Linked DNA regions of Sus scrofa: regions 1, 2 and 3 are each linked to region 4. The links are chromatin contacts, called in public HiChIP or PLAC-seq and promoter capture Hi-C maps. All regions are on one chromosome and are shown on one strand. Each heading gives the region's core, a stretch centred on a gene start, on an enhancer-like site or on the middle of the called end of the contact. The rest is flanking DNA. Distances are from core to core; before and after follow the strand shown. Region 1 holds the start of CDK12 (cyclin-dependent kinase 12). Region 2 holds the start of FBXO47 (F-box only protein 47). Region 3 holds the start of FBXL20 (F-box/LRR-repeat protein 20). Region 4 holds the start of RPL19 (60S ribosomal protein L19).

Evidence for each region. Promoter capture Hi-C pulls out the DNA fragments that hold promoters and counts their contacts. HiChIP or PLAC-seq counts read pairs in DNA pulled down with a chosen protein or histone mark.
Region 1: a contact with region 4 is called in an H3K27ac HiChIP or PLAC-seq map of alveolar macrophages. The contact joins the promoter of CDK12 here to the promoter of RPL19 in region 4. A contact is called at or near these places in 1 of 5 promoter capture datasets (fetal liver), 2 of 47 Hi-C or Micro-C datasets (embryonic fibroblasts and heart right ventricle) and 1 of 2 datasets of contacts at active chromatin or transcription factors (alveolar macrophages).
Region 2: a promoter capture Hi-C map of liver shows a contact between it and region 4, with 2.4 times the contacts expected there. The contact joins the promoter of FBXO47 here to the promoter of RPL19 in region 4. A contact is called at or near these places in 1 of 5 promoter capture datasets (liver) and 1 of 2 datasets of contacts at active chromatin or transcription factors (alveolar macrophages).
Region 3: an H3K27ac HiChIP or PLAC-seq map of alveolar macrophages shows a contact between it and region 4. The contact joins the promoter of FBXL20 here to the promoter of RPL19 in region 4. A contact is called at or near these places in 1 of 5 promoter capture datasets (fetal liver), 2 of 47 Hi-C or Micro-C datasets (embryonic fibroblasts and skeletal muscle) and 1 of 2 datasets of contacts at active chromatin or transcription factors (alveolar macrophages).

Annotation. Positions count from the first base shown.
Region 1 is chr12:22,830,109-22,833,355 of Sscrofa11.1, reverse strand. CDK12 (cyclin-dependent kinase 12) reads left to right here and starts at 1,961. Exons shown (of 18, transcript XR_002337130.1): 1 at 1,961-3,247. MED1 (mediator of RNA polymerase II transcription subunit 1) reads right to left here and starts at 2,951. Exons shown (of 20, transcript XM_021067050.1): 1 at 2,837-2,951.
Region 2 is chr12:23,180,303-23,183,182 of Sscrofa11.1, reverse strand. FBXO47 (F-box only protein 47) reads right to left here and starts at 1,445. Exons shown (of 11, transcript XM_021067059.1): 1 at 1,263-1,445.
Region 3 is chr12:22,871,647-22,874,756 of Sscrofa11.1, reverse strand. It overlaps FBXL20 (F-box/LRR-repeat protein 20), which reads right to left and starts at 1,362. Exons shown (of 17, transcript XM_013979813.2): 1 at 475-1,362. It overlaps MED1 (mediator of RNA polymerase II transcription subunit 1), which reads right to left. Exons shown (of 20, transcript XM_021067050.1): 20 at 2,337-3,110.
Region 4 is chr12:23,032,844-23,035,822 of Sscrofa11.1, reverse strand. It overlaps RPL19 (60S ribosomal protein L19), which reads left to right and starts at 1,486. Exons shown (of 6, transcript XM_003131509.5): 1 at 1,486-1,633; 2 at 2,572-2,678. The coding sequence starts at 1,629.

The DNA.
Region 1 (3,247 bases), core at 712-3,211, 200 kb after region 4:
TCTTTTTTTCTTGATAGTATTAATTTTACTTCCATAGATTATTTAAAAGTTGTCATGAAAAAGTTTTTTTTTTTTATCAAGATATGTGGACTTAAACATTTAGGTAAAATTTTTTTGGTACTCATGTAATCCAAGCAATATGAACACCTCCAGGGAGTGATTTTGAGAGTCAGCTTTTCTGCCTTCATTCAAAATGTTTTCTGGCTTCTAACCTACTGGCTGGTGTTCCCCTCTTTGCATATACAAATCCTATGTACTCTTCCTGGGCCAACTCAAATGTCCCATTTTTTTTTCTTGTTTAGCCACCTCATCAAATAGAGTTCCCAGACCAAGGATCAGATCCCTGCCACAGTTGCAACCTATCATAAGAAGCAGTGCTAGATCAGTATGCCAGGCAGGGGATTGAACCTGTGTCCTGATGCTGCACAGACACCACCAATCTGGTTGCACCCCAGAGGTAACTCCTAAATGTCCTACTTCTTTGTTGGGGGGGAATCTTTTTAGAGCTACACCCATGGCATATGGAAGTTCCCAGGCTAGGGGTCCAATTGGAGCTGTAGCCGCTGGCCCATGCCACAGCCACAGCATCGCCAGATCCGAGCCGGGTCTGCGACCTACCCAGCTCGTGGCAATGCTGGATTCTTAACCCACTGAGCGAGGCCAGGGATAGAACCCCTAACCTCATCGTTCCTAGTTGGATTGTTTCCGCTGTGCCATGATGGGAACTCCCTAAATGTCCTACTTTTATAATGCTTTCTTTTATCACTCCTAATCTCCTTTTGAAACTTCACACTGCTGTTTATCATTCTTATATTCTTCGAACATTTATCACATTATTATTATTATTATTTTGCATTCCAGTAGCATGTGGAAGTTTTTGGGCTAGAGATTGAACCCTTGCTATAGCAGCGATCTGAGTCACTGCAGTGACAATGCCAGGTCCTAAAGCCACTGCACCACAAGGGAACATATCACCTAATATCTTCTTGTGTATGAGTACATTGTCCATATTCTACTTGAGGACCCTCAGTGGCACTGTTACACAGAGAAGGAACTTTGTCTTACAGATACATGTTTACTGAAGTAAACAATGAGAAAGCCTGGACAAGTCACTTAGCTTCCCTGTGCCTTAGTCTTCTCACTATCACAACCCTATTTCAGAGGAAAGTTGTGAAGATGGAATGAGTTAATATGTGCTAAGGAGTTTTGAAAAATAAAAAGGAAGGGAAGTGTAAGATTTTTGTCTCGTTCATGAATATTATGCTTTGCTTGTTTGTAATTATAATCCTCTGTGAAAATAAAAGGCTAAATGATTCCTAAAGAGTCATAAGATGATCTCAAGAGGTGATGAGCATTCAAGTCTTTAAGCAGTTGAAAGGGTTAGTGCCACACAATGAAAGAGCTTGTAGTATAGTGTCGGACAAGAATTTGAATCTCTTTTTTTGGCCCTTGATGGACCAACTTTGTCACCTTGAGTGAGTTATTTAGCTCTTCTGAGACTGGGTTTCCTTATCGGTAAAATAGGGATAAGGAAATCGTGTTTTGCAGGGTAGTATGAGAAATAGAGAATTAGAGATAATGCACGTAGTAGTATATACAAGTGGGAAGAATTGTTAACACTTAGGGACTTGGGTTGAAATGTCCTCACATTTGTCCTTTGTTCTGTTGACATTATTTTCATCCTGGTACTTGAGAGTTGTTACAAAGCATGCAAAAATTAGTTTGCGCTGGCGCCTGAGAACACGTTTTTGTTCAATGAGTTATTAATAAAGTTTTGAATTTAAAAGATCATCCTAGACCCAATAAAGCTTTGCTCGAATGGGAAGCCGGGATCTTATCGCGAGAATCTGGCGGAACGCGTTTCTGGCCGGGGACCTGCTCTCGCGTTGTTTGAGCAAGCAGCCGCGAGAGGTGAACGAGAAGCACGAAGTACCGCGAGAGTTGGGCATATTCTCGCGATACTTCTCGGGATTACCCCCCTCCCCCCGCTCCTCCAAGTGCCGTTTCGGTTTAACCTAGTGTGTGACTGTGAGTCTGTGTGAGGGAGCGAGTGAGTGTGTGAGGTATTGAGGTGAGGCGGAAGCTAGAAACGGGGCTCCCTCAAGAGCGAGGGACAAAGGGGGTGTGAGGCGCCTAGGTCGCGGGACCCCAGCGACAGGAAGCCGCCCCGAGCCGGGCTACCGGGTAGGGGAAGGGCCCGCGCAGTCCTCACAGGGCCCCAGAGCCCGAGTCGGCCCCACAGCCCCGGGCCGCCGGCTTCCTACTTCCTCGACCTCCTTCCTGGGCGCCTAGGCCTGAGGATTGGCTCGGCTGGAGTTGGAGGGGAAACAGACTCGAGCGGCAGTCCGTTGTCTCACAACTCCACTGCTGAGGAACTCTCATTTCTTCTCTGGCTCCTTCACCCCCTACCTCATGTAGGAGGGTGCTGAGGAGTCGGGAGGGAGGAGGAGCCTGGGCTACCGTCCCTTCCCTCCCCACCCCCTTGTAGGGGTGATTTTGTAGGCGTGGGGCTGGGGTTGGGGGGGAGGGTGGGGGTTACTTTTTGGAGTGCTGGGGAACTTTTTCCCCTTTTTGAGGCCTGGGGAAAGGGAATGCCCAATCCAGAGAGACATGGGGGCAAGAAGGACGGGAGCGGAGGAGCTTCTGGAACTTTGCAGCCGTCATCGGGAGGTGGCAGCTCCAACAGCAGAGAGCGTCACCGCTTGGTGTCGAAGCACAAGCGGCATAAGTCCAAGCACTCCAAAGACATGGGGTTGGTGACCCCCGAAGCAGCACCTTTGGGTACAATTATCAAACCTTTGGTGGAGTATGATGACATTAGCTCAGATTCTGATACCTTCTCTGACGACATGGCCTTCAAACTGGACAGGAGGGAGAATGATGAACGTCGCGGGACTGATCGGAGTGACCGACTGCACAAACACCGTCACCATCAGCACAGACGTTCCCGGGACTTACTAAAAACTAAACAGACAGAGAAAGAAAAAAACCTGGAAACCTTTAGCAAGTCGGGATCGATGAAGGACCGGGTATCAGGAACTTCGAAGCGTTCAAATGAGGAGAATGATGACCATGGGAAGGCGCAGATCTCCAAAAGCAGCAGCAACAAGGAATCCAGGTCATCCAAACTCCATAAGGAGAAGACCCGGAAAGAACGTGAGTTGAAGTCTGGGCACAAAGACCGGAGTAAAAGTCATCGGAAAAGGGAAACACCCAAAAGTTACAAAACAGTGGACAGCCCCAAACG
Region 2 (2,880 bases), core at 196-2,695, 150 kb before region 4:
ATCCGTTATAGATTTGAAAATGTGGCCAAGAAATTTAGTGCTTAGTAAAACGCATACTGTGAGCCTTCTTTAAAAAAACCCATACCTTATATAGTGCTTTGCTTCAGCATCATTCAATGAGCATTTAAATTAGTAGATATTTCTAAATAATCATTAAAATGATACAAGTAGCATGTGCATTGTCAAAAATTTTACAAAATACAGCAAAATAAAAAGAAGAAAATTAAATTCATTTGGTTTTTGACACTTAACATTAAGCACTTTGGTTTATATCATTCCAGAATTTTACACACACACACACACACATATATATATAATTTTTTTCACAAAAAAAGAGGGACTATCATCCTTTTTTATAATCTGCATTTCAATTGTAATTGTAATTAAACCTGGAATTTCCTTCCATACCAATAGATACACTTCTACAAGTATATATATATTTTAAAGACTGCATGGGATTCGACCAAATGGAAGAATAATTTAATCCATAACATTGTTTTCAACTTTTCACAGTAGGTATTTTAAATCATTTTCATTATAGTAAAATATACATCTGGCCTAGGATTTATTCTTTTTCTCTGAGGACCTGCTAAGCTGGGAATGGGTGGAGCTTGTGGGATCTTCAGACCCTCACTGATAACCTAATACCCGCGGACTCCAGTGTGTTAAGCACACTCTGCCTATATTTTTAAACCTCTGAGAGGATTAAAACACAATGACCCAAATTCTTTAAAAGCTTTAGTCTCCTCTTACAATTTCTTATTTTCCTCACTTAGACCTAAACGGTTTGGGGGAGATAGCAGGCTTTTCTGAAAATCCTAAAGATGTAATTCCAAATTACTTCTGGTTGCCTCTCAGTCCTCTAGAGAATGAGACTAACGGACCAAAATAATCCTAGTAAGATGATGTTTCAATGCCCTGTTCCATCCCGCTCATTTTGCCCACGTGTGAAAGGCTTTGAAGGCTCTCTTGGATGAACTTCTTTCCCCGTTTTCAGAGAAAACCGTCCAACAGCAATTCACTAGGATTTCTATTTTATTTTAACCTAAGACAATCTTTTAAGAGATCCACCTCCATCTGCCCGAGAATTCGCCCAAAGATCTCCAGAGAGGTAAACTGGGGGTAGGGGGTCGGGGGCATAAAAGAGAAACTGGCCGATATACTACTCAAACCACACTGCGGTGCATTTTTGACCTCCTTCAGTCCACGAAAAGGTGAAGCTGTCTCCAGAAACTATTGGGGGAAAATAAATCTCTTTTTACCACAGATTTGGACAATTTCCCGGCTAAAGGATCACAGGAAAATGCGACTTAGTCGTTTTGCCCCTCCATCCTCAAAACTTCTTAATGTTTTAGAAAATTTTTCCTCAAAAAAAGATTTTGCCGCCAGGAAGAGGGAGGGTCCGCCTCAGGTCGGTTCCGGAGCTGCGTTCCTGCCTCCCAGGCGCCCCCTTGGCCTCGAGAATATTTTAGAATCCTCCCAGGAGCCCCAGCGGGAAGGAGGCCCCGCCCCCTCATGAATAGGAAGAACGCCGGCTCCCAGAGTGCCCTCCTTCCTCTTGAATATTTCAGAGCCCTCCCCAGGAGCTCGGGAAGGAGACTCCGCCCCCTCATGAATAGTAAAAGTCCTGGCACTCACAGACCCCTTCCACGCTATGAATAATTAACGAGGATGTAGTCTTTGGAGGCCGAACTTAGGCCAAAACCACCTTTACTTCAAACCGATGACCGGAAGGGGTGGGGCAGTTACGGACGTGGAGGGGACGGTGCGAAACGAAGCGTCCCAACCTGGCGCACCACACATCTGCTCCAAGCCACTTCCTTTCCCTTTATCTTAGTTTTTTAACTCCTCCCATCCCTACAAGGTAAGGTACAAGAGGACTCAATGAAAACTTCTGTTGGGAAGAACCTGCAAACATTCCTTTTTTTAACCTATTTTGGTACCTAGAAGCAAAGATGCCTCCGGCATGTCAAGATGGAGTCCAAGGAAGTTCCTGTTGTGGTGCAGCGGAAAAGAATCCCCCTAGGATCCATGAGGACGCTGGAGCCATGAGGATGCTGGTTCCATCCCTGGTCTCGCTCAGTGGGTTAGGGATCTGGAGTTGCTGTGAAAGCCCTGGTGTGGGTTGCAGATGCGGCTTGGATCCCACACTGCTGTGACGTAGGCCTGCAGCTGTAGCTCTGGTTTGGCCCCTACCTTGGGAACTTCTATATGCTGATGGTGGTGCCATCCTAAAAAGCAAAAAAGATGGAGTCCAAAGCAAATCTTCCTAGCTTGGCCCTCCCTTGAAGATTAAGTCCTTCTTCATTTATTCATTCAGTAGCTGGTTACTGAAAGTTGCTCTGGGCTAGTCACGGGGAAGGCCCTAAACATACAACTGAGAACAAGATATATGTTTCCTGGCTTCATGGAGCTTATTAGTCTAAGTCTAAGCTTATTACTCTTATAAGTCTTATTAGTCTTAAGATAGAATAAACAGGGAGTTCCCAATGTGGCTCAGTGGGTTAAGAACCCAACTATTACCCATAAGGATGCAGGTTTGATCCCTGGGATGCTTAGTGGGTTAAGGATCCAGCATTGCTGTGTAGGTCACAGACATGGCTGGAGTCTGGCATTGCTGTGACCATGGCACAGGCAGGCAGCTGCTATTCCTATTCCACCCCTAGCCTGGGAACTTCCATGTGTTGCAGGTGTGTCCCTAAATAAACAAACAAAAAAGTTTAATTTTGCAGATTTTAAGTGCCTTTTGTGGACCTTCACCAATTCAATCTGGAATACAGGGTTTTGGGTGAAGGAGAAAAGGATAGCTTTATCGATTTGCCAGGCCAAGGGGGCACGCAGTGGGCTAATGCCTCCAAAAACTGTTTATCCTGCTCTGGA
Region 3 (3,110 bases), core at 113-2,612, 160 kb after region 4:
GGGCCTCGGAACGGTGTGGGGAGGGGGAGGAGGAGGAGCGCGCGGCGGCGGCGGCGGCAGCAGCGCAGGACCACCCCTCCCCCACCCCGGGGCGCAGCCCGCGACCATCCGCCCGGGAGCGCGGCGGCGGCGGCGTGAGCCCGCCCTCGCCTCCAAGGCCGCCAAGCCCACCGCAAGAAGAAGAGGCAGGGAAGTGTCTATATGTCTGTGTGTGTATTTGTGTATGGGAGGGGCTGTGGGGCGGGAGCGAGTGTGCGCGTGCTCGCAGACCAGTGAGAGAGAGGAAAGCAGGACAACTGCACACAGCGCCCAAGCCCCCCTTCTCCCATCCGCGGGCAAACAGCACGCACCAACCCACCAAGCACTTGAGCTGTCTCGTCCTCCCCCGCCCCCTCAGTCTTGTCGCTTTCCCGGTAGCTTGCGCTGGCACACATGTCCTTCCCAGACACCCAACTCCCTTCCCCTATCACTCACTGTAGCCTTGAACCCAAAGTGCAGCAGGCGGTCCCTGCTTGGAGCCATTTTTCTCCTCTCTGGCCGTCTCTAGATTGGGGCTGTTCTGATGCCGCCGCCGCCGCCGCTGCCGCCGCCGCCACCGCCTTCCCCGCCCCCGTGGATTGCATTACCGGGTGTTGCAGGGAGGCCTAGGGGGCCGCCGCGGGGAGTGGATCTCCTTGTGCATGGTTTAGAAGGACAGGGGGTAATTGCGCTGCCCTCTGCTCTGGGGATATGCGGCGAGGCCGCACCTCGTGCCTTGGGGTCAAGGGGTGCAGTGCTGGAGCTGGGCGACCATTCCTTTAGCTGGGGGAGGGGCACGCTTTGGTGAAGGTGGGGGCGGGTGAGGCAGAAAGGCCTCGGCTTCTCCCGCCCCTCTGCTTTCCGACCGCTGCTGGCACCCAATGGGCTCTAGGGCCTGCCTGCCCTCCAATCAGGGCTCTGGTTGGTGAGATCCTGATCCTGACGCCACTTTGGCGGGAGAAACAAGCGTGTCTGAACGAGTAGGCGGGGGCGCTTGCCCAGTAGTAACATTCATTCTGACTCAGGCTCCTTCTATAGAAGCTGGATGTGTCATGATAATATGTACTTTAGTAACACCAGCCCTCAAACCTTGAAGTCTCAAAATTTATGATCTGACTTCCATGAATTAAGAAATGAGTTTACACTTAGAGCGACAAACTACGGAATTATATCCCAAATATGAAACATTGGAAACTATATCATCAATTCTAGCAGTGCTGGCTGGACTTACAATTGCATTTCAAAGCAGATATGAGTTTATTTTCATACCCCTGTTACTTTGTACTTTCAGTAACTGGCTTGTCTGATTAAGAGATGTGGTTCTGCAGGGGAAACAAATCTGACTGTGGGTTTGATCCTTGGCCTCGCTCAGTGGGTTAAGGATCCTGCATTGCCATGAGCTGTGGTGTAGGTCGCAAATGAGGCTGGAATAAGACGTTGCTGTGGCTGTGGTGTAGGCCAGCAGCTGTAGCTCCGATTGGACCCCTAACCTAGGAACCTACATATGCCTCGGGTTTGGCCCTAAAAAGCCAAAAAAAAAAAAAAAAAAAAAAAAAAAAAAGTTCTGTAAGAGCAAATTGTGCTGGAGATCTTTTAAAATAGGCATATTTGGAGTTTGCGTCATGGCTCAATGGTTAACGATCTGACTGGGAACGATGAGGTTGCGGGTTCGATCCCTGGCCTCGAAGGATCCGGTGTTGCCGTGAGCTGTGGTGTAGGTTGCAGACGTGGCATGGATCTGGCATTGCTGTGGCTGTGGTGAAAGCCGGTGGCTGCAGCTCTGATTAATTAGACCCCTAGCCTGGGAACCTCCATATGCTACGGGCGAGGCCCTAAAAAGTCCAAAAAAAAAAAAAAAAAAAAAGGCGTATTGTAGCTGGAAGGCTTATTACCCAACTCTGAAAGCACTTTTTTTTTCCCTAGAAAAGAACCCAGGAACCCAGCTTCAGTAACTCATTCTCAGGCCCACAAACCCAGATCTAGATGTTATAGCCTCCTCCTGTCCCAGATACTTTTAATGTGATTGCTTTACTGCAGCCATATAAAAACAGCCTTTTGTTGCATCTAACAGAACTTTTCTCCCAGCAAGAACTATTGATACAATTGGTGACTAAGGCCTGTAAAAGATAGTAAAACTGGCTTGAGCAGGTAAATCAAATGAAGAAAACTTTCACAGTTCTGTTCCCCTAATTATCCTTTCCAGTTACACATTTCAAGGAAGGTTTTTCCTTTGTTATTTTAAAATACTTTTGATTGGACTTTTAAAAAGCTGAATAAACAATTATCCAAAAGTTAGAAATTTATTACACATAGGCATGTTGCTTTTTATCAAAGAAATTTATTTGCATGTAAATAAACAGGTTTCTGTAATGTTTCGGGAAAAAAAATCCCACAGATTTTGTCTACTTTCAAAAAAATGAAAAACCCCAAAGTATTTACAGAACGGCCATACACACAGAAAATCAAATTTAAAAGATTACTTTTTTTTTAGAAAAGCCCCTCCCAACTGCTCCTGATGTACATTTTTAAAACTCAAAATTTAAAGCTCAGCTTTTACAGCTGAGCATGTTTCCCAACCTAGCTTCTGAGATGTTAAATACTTCCTACCCCTCAAAAAACTAACTCAAGGGTAGAAATAAGGGAGGGAAGGGGATTTTTAAAAAGGTAAACAAATATGAGATTACCTAGGGATTGTGAATAATGAGTTTCCTATACTGGCGTCTGCTTTAAGTGACTCAACTGGATACTGTGACTCACTGGCTCCCTGGAAAGATTCTTTTGAGAATTCACAAGAGTGCTGCACTAAATTTTCAGACCCAGGCCTTAAGGTAAATCTTTCTAAGAGTCACCAATCTTAAGTTTGGCAGTTATATCCTGCTTAACCCCTCCCCCACCTCTACAATACTTGTTTTAAGACACTGATTTTGAACCTGGAATCTTCATGTACATCAGAGCAGGTTTTGACCAAGGACCCCTAACATGAAGCCAAAGGACAGAAGAGGAATCAGGTCAAACTAAGAATACACAAGACACCAGCAGCAGAAGATAGGTAGAAGTTGACTTCATGTCCTTGCCGTCTTTTGGAACAGGAG
Region 4 (2,979 bases), core at 237-2,736:
TGTTTATCCATTCTTTTTTTTTTTTTTTTTTTTGTCTTTTAGGGCTGCATCCGCAGCATATGGAGGTTCTCAGGCTAGGGATCCAATCAGAATTGAAGCGGGGGGCCTACACCACAGCCTCAGCAATGCAAGATCTGATCCGCAGTTCACAGTAATGCCAGATGGATCCTTAACCCACTGAGCGAGTCTAGGGATGGAACCTGCATCCTCATGGATACTAGTCAGATTCGTTTCTTCTGAGCCAAGACGGAAACGCCTTGTTTATCCATTCTAAATGCCATGGTTTGCATCTACTAATTCCAAACTCCTAGTCCATTCCCCCCACCCCCCGCCCCGTGGCAACCACAAGTCTGTTTTCTGTGAGTCTCTGTTTTGTAGATAGATTCATTTGCACTATATTTTATTTATTTATTTTGCTTTTTTTATGGTCTCTACCTGTGGCATGTGGAGATTCCCAGGCTCCGGTGGAATCTGAGCTGCAGCTGCCACCAGTCTACATCACAGCTACAGCAACACCAGATCTGAGCGCGGACTGGGACCTACACCACAGCTCTCGGCAACACTGTATCCCTAACCCACTGAGTGAGGCCAGGGATCTAACCAGCGTCCCCATGGATACTGAGCCACAATGGGGATCTCCCATTTGTGCCATATTTTAGATTCCACATATGAGTGATATTATAAGGTTTTTGTCTTTCTGACTTAGTACGATAATCTCTAGTTGCACTTCCTTAGGTTTTTGCATTGGGAACTCCAGAGCAAGAGGAAAGAACTATGAGAGGTTCTAGCAACCAGGTTTAAGACTTTCACAGCTATTCATTCGCTCCTTATTTCTCAAGTGCTTACTATGTGCAAAGCTCCATGGCTGCCGGCATACAGTATGAGCCAAACAAAAGACTGGTTCCTGTCATAAGGAGCATGCCTTTTTACTTATTTATTTTTAAAGAGGAGCTGGTCTTAATGCCTGCCTTCGCAAGCTGCAAACGTTAACTCATGCGATTTTCACAACTGAACAACGGATATATCACGTACACTATACGGAGAAGGAAACTGAGGCACTAAGAGATCAAGGACCATAGGGGTGCAAAAACATCAGCTAGTATCTTTGGTGGTTTATTCTGACCTCCAGGGTCTCCCAATAATTAAGAGAGTGAATACAGGGCTGCTTTTGTCTGAAATCCGCCCTCATTATTCCCTCTTGCTTCACCTTCCACACCCGCCCCGCGCCAATAAAACACCCAAAGAACCCAACGCGACTGCGAGAAACGGGCCACTCTAGCAAAATTCCCTCAACCCGCCTGCGCAACCCAGCTGACTTCCGGCTTCCGCCATCCACGTGACCAGACACCCTTGCCACGCATGCCTAATAGGAAGTCGGACTATACCACTTTGCCATGCCGAAGGGGTATATTTTCTATGTTTTTAAGTTTAAAACCGATTTCTGATATTAGGCTTCGAGTATCCCGGATCTTTACAGAAGATATAAGTACGTTTATGGTGGCAGAAGATGAAAAGACTGGAGGGGAATACGGGCGAAAGCGGAGCCAGGGATGAGCTCTCCCCTGCACAGATAATGGGAGGAGCCTGGCGAGAGCAAGTTCTTTCCTTTCGCCGCTGCGGCAGCAGCCATGAGGTAAGGGCTCCAGGGTCTCCGATTTTGGTTGATTCCGGCTGCCAGGGCACTCGACGGCTCGATACCTCAGCCCCTGGTGGGAGAGTTGAGGTGGAGACGGCCCTGAAGCGGCCGGCCTTGGAGCTTAGGGTAGGCCGGAGCACACTAGCTCTTGGCCTGGAGAGGATGGGGGTGGGAGAGCGTCCTGGGCACTCTTACGCAGGAGGAAGGGCGAGCCCTGCGCCCCACACGTGTCCGAGGCTACTCCTGCGGGCAGAAGAGAGGCGGTGGCGGGAACCGGGCTATGGCTTCCTTACTCGCTGGGTCAATCTGTGGCTCCGAGCCCATGTCTGCTTGCATGTGACGTAGGACGGGGCCTCGCGTAGGTCTCGAGCCTCCGACTGTCCGGGATGAAGCAATCCCTGGTTCTTTGATGCCTTTTATTCGGTGGAGCCATCATAAGAAAATCCTTAAGGCTAGTATATTACTGTGATAAGATGAGAAAAACGAGCCCAGGAATCAGAAGACTGACTAGCGAATCGGCTCCGCTGGCCTCAGATTCTTCGCGTTAAATAAATTCATTTTCACTGGTGCATGTCAGAGTATTAGCTCCCTCTATAAATTTCAATTTCATCCGTTCATCTTATTTTCCAGAGGAGAAAACTGAGGCGCAAATACGTCAAGATATAGCTTGGGCTTTGTCTACATTATGGGATGGGTAGTTGCCAAGGCATTAACAAAAATCTGGATACAGGGGAGATTTTTAATTTGGAGGTGCCATTGTGGGTGGCAAAAGCCTGGGGCGGGAGAGACATGTTTGTCCTTAGTACTAAATGCACATACATCCATATCCTGTGGTATATTTCACATTAGAAGGCTTTGGAGGGCAGGTCTTGCTGGGGATGCTCCTTGCCCAGGAATGGTTTCCAGGGCCTGATAGTGTTTTCTGTTTGTTACAGTATGCTCAGGCTTCAGAAGAGGCTTGCCTCCAGTGTCCTCCGCTGTGGCAAAAAGAAAGTCTGGTTGGACCCCAATGAGACTAATGAAATCGCCAACGCCAACTCCCGTGAGTTCTTGGGTTCTGCGACCTTTCTTTGCCCTATCACCTGCTCAACCCTTGAGGGATGAAAGGTGGCACAATTGTGTTAACTTGAATGTGCAGATTTAGGAGAGCTCATAAGTCGGACATTGGGGGGTGGGCATCCTTAGGAAATGGAAGGAATCAAAGAAATAGGAAATGCCAGGGGTTCTTCTCTTCCTGCCATTTGCCAGAATGAGAGAATGGAGGTTAATGGAACTACCCAGTGTTATATTAGTAAATACGGTTAGAATGGATGTTCTGTTGTATAGCTATATGAAGGGTTTGT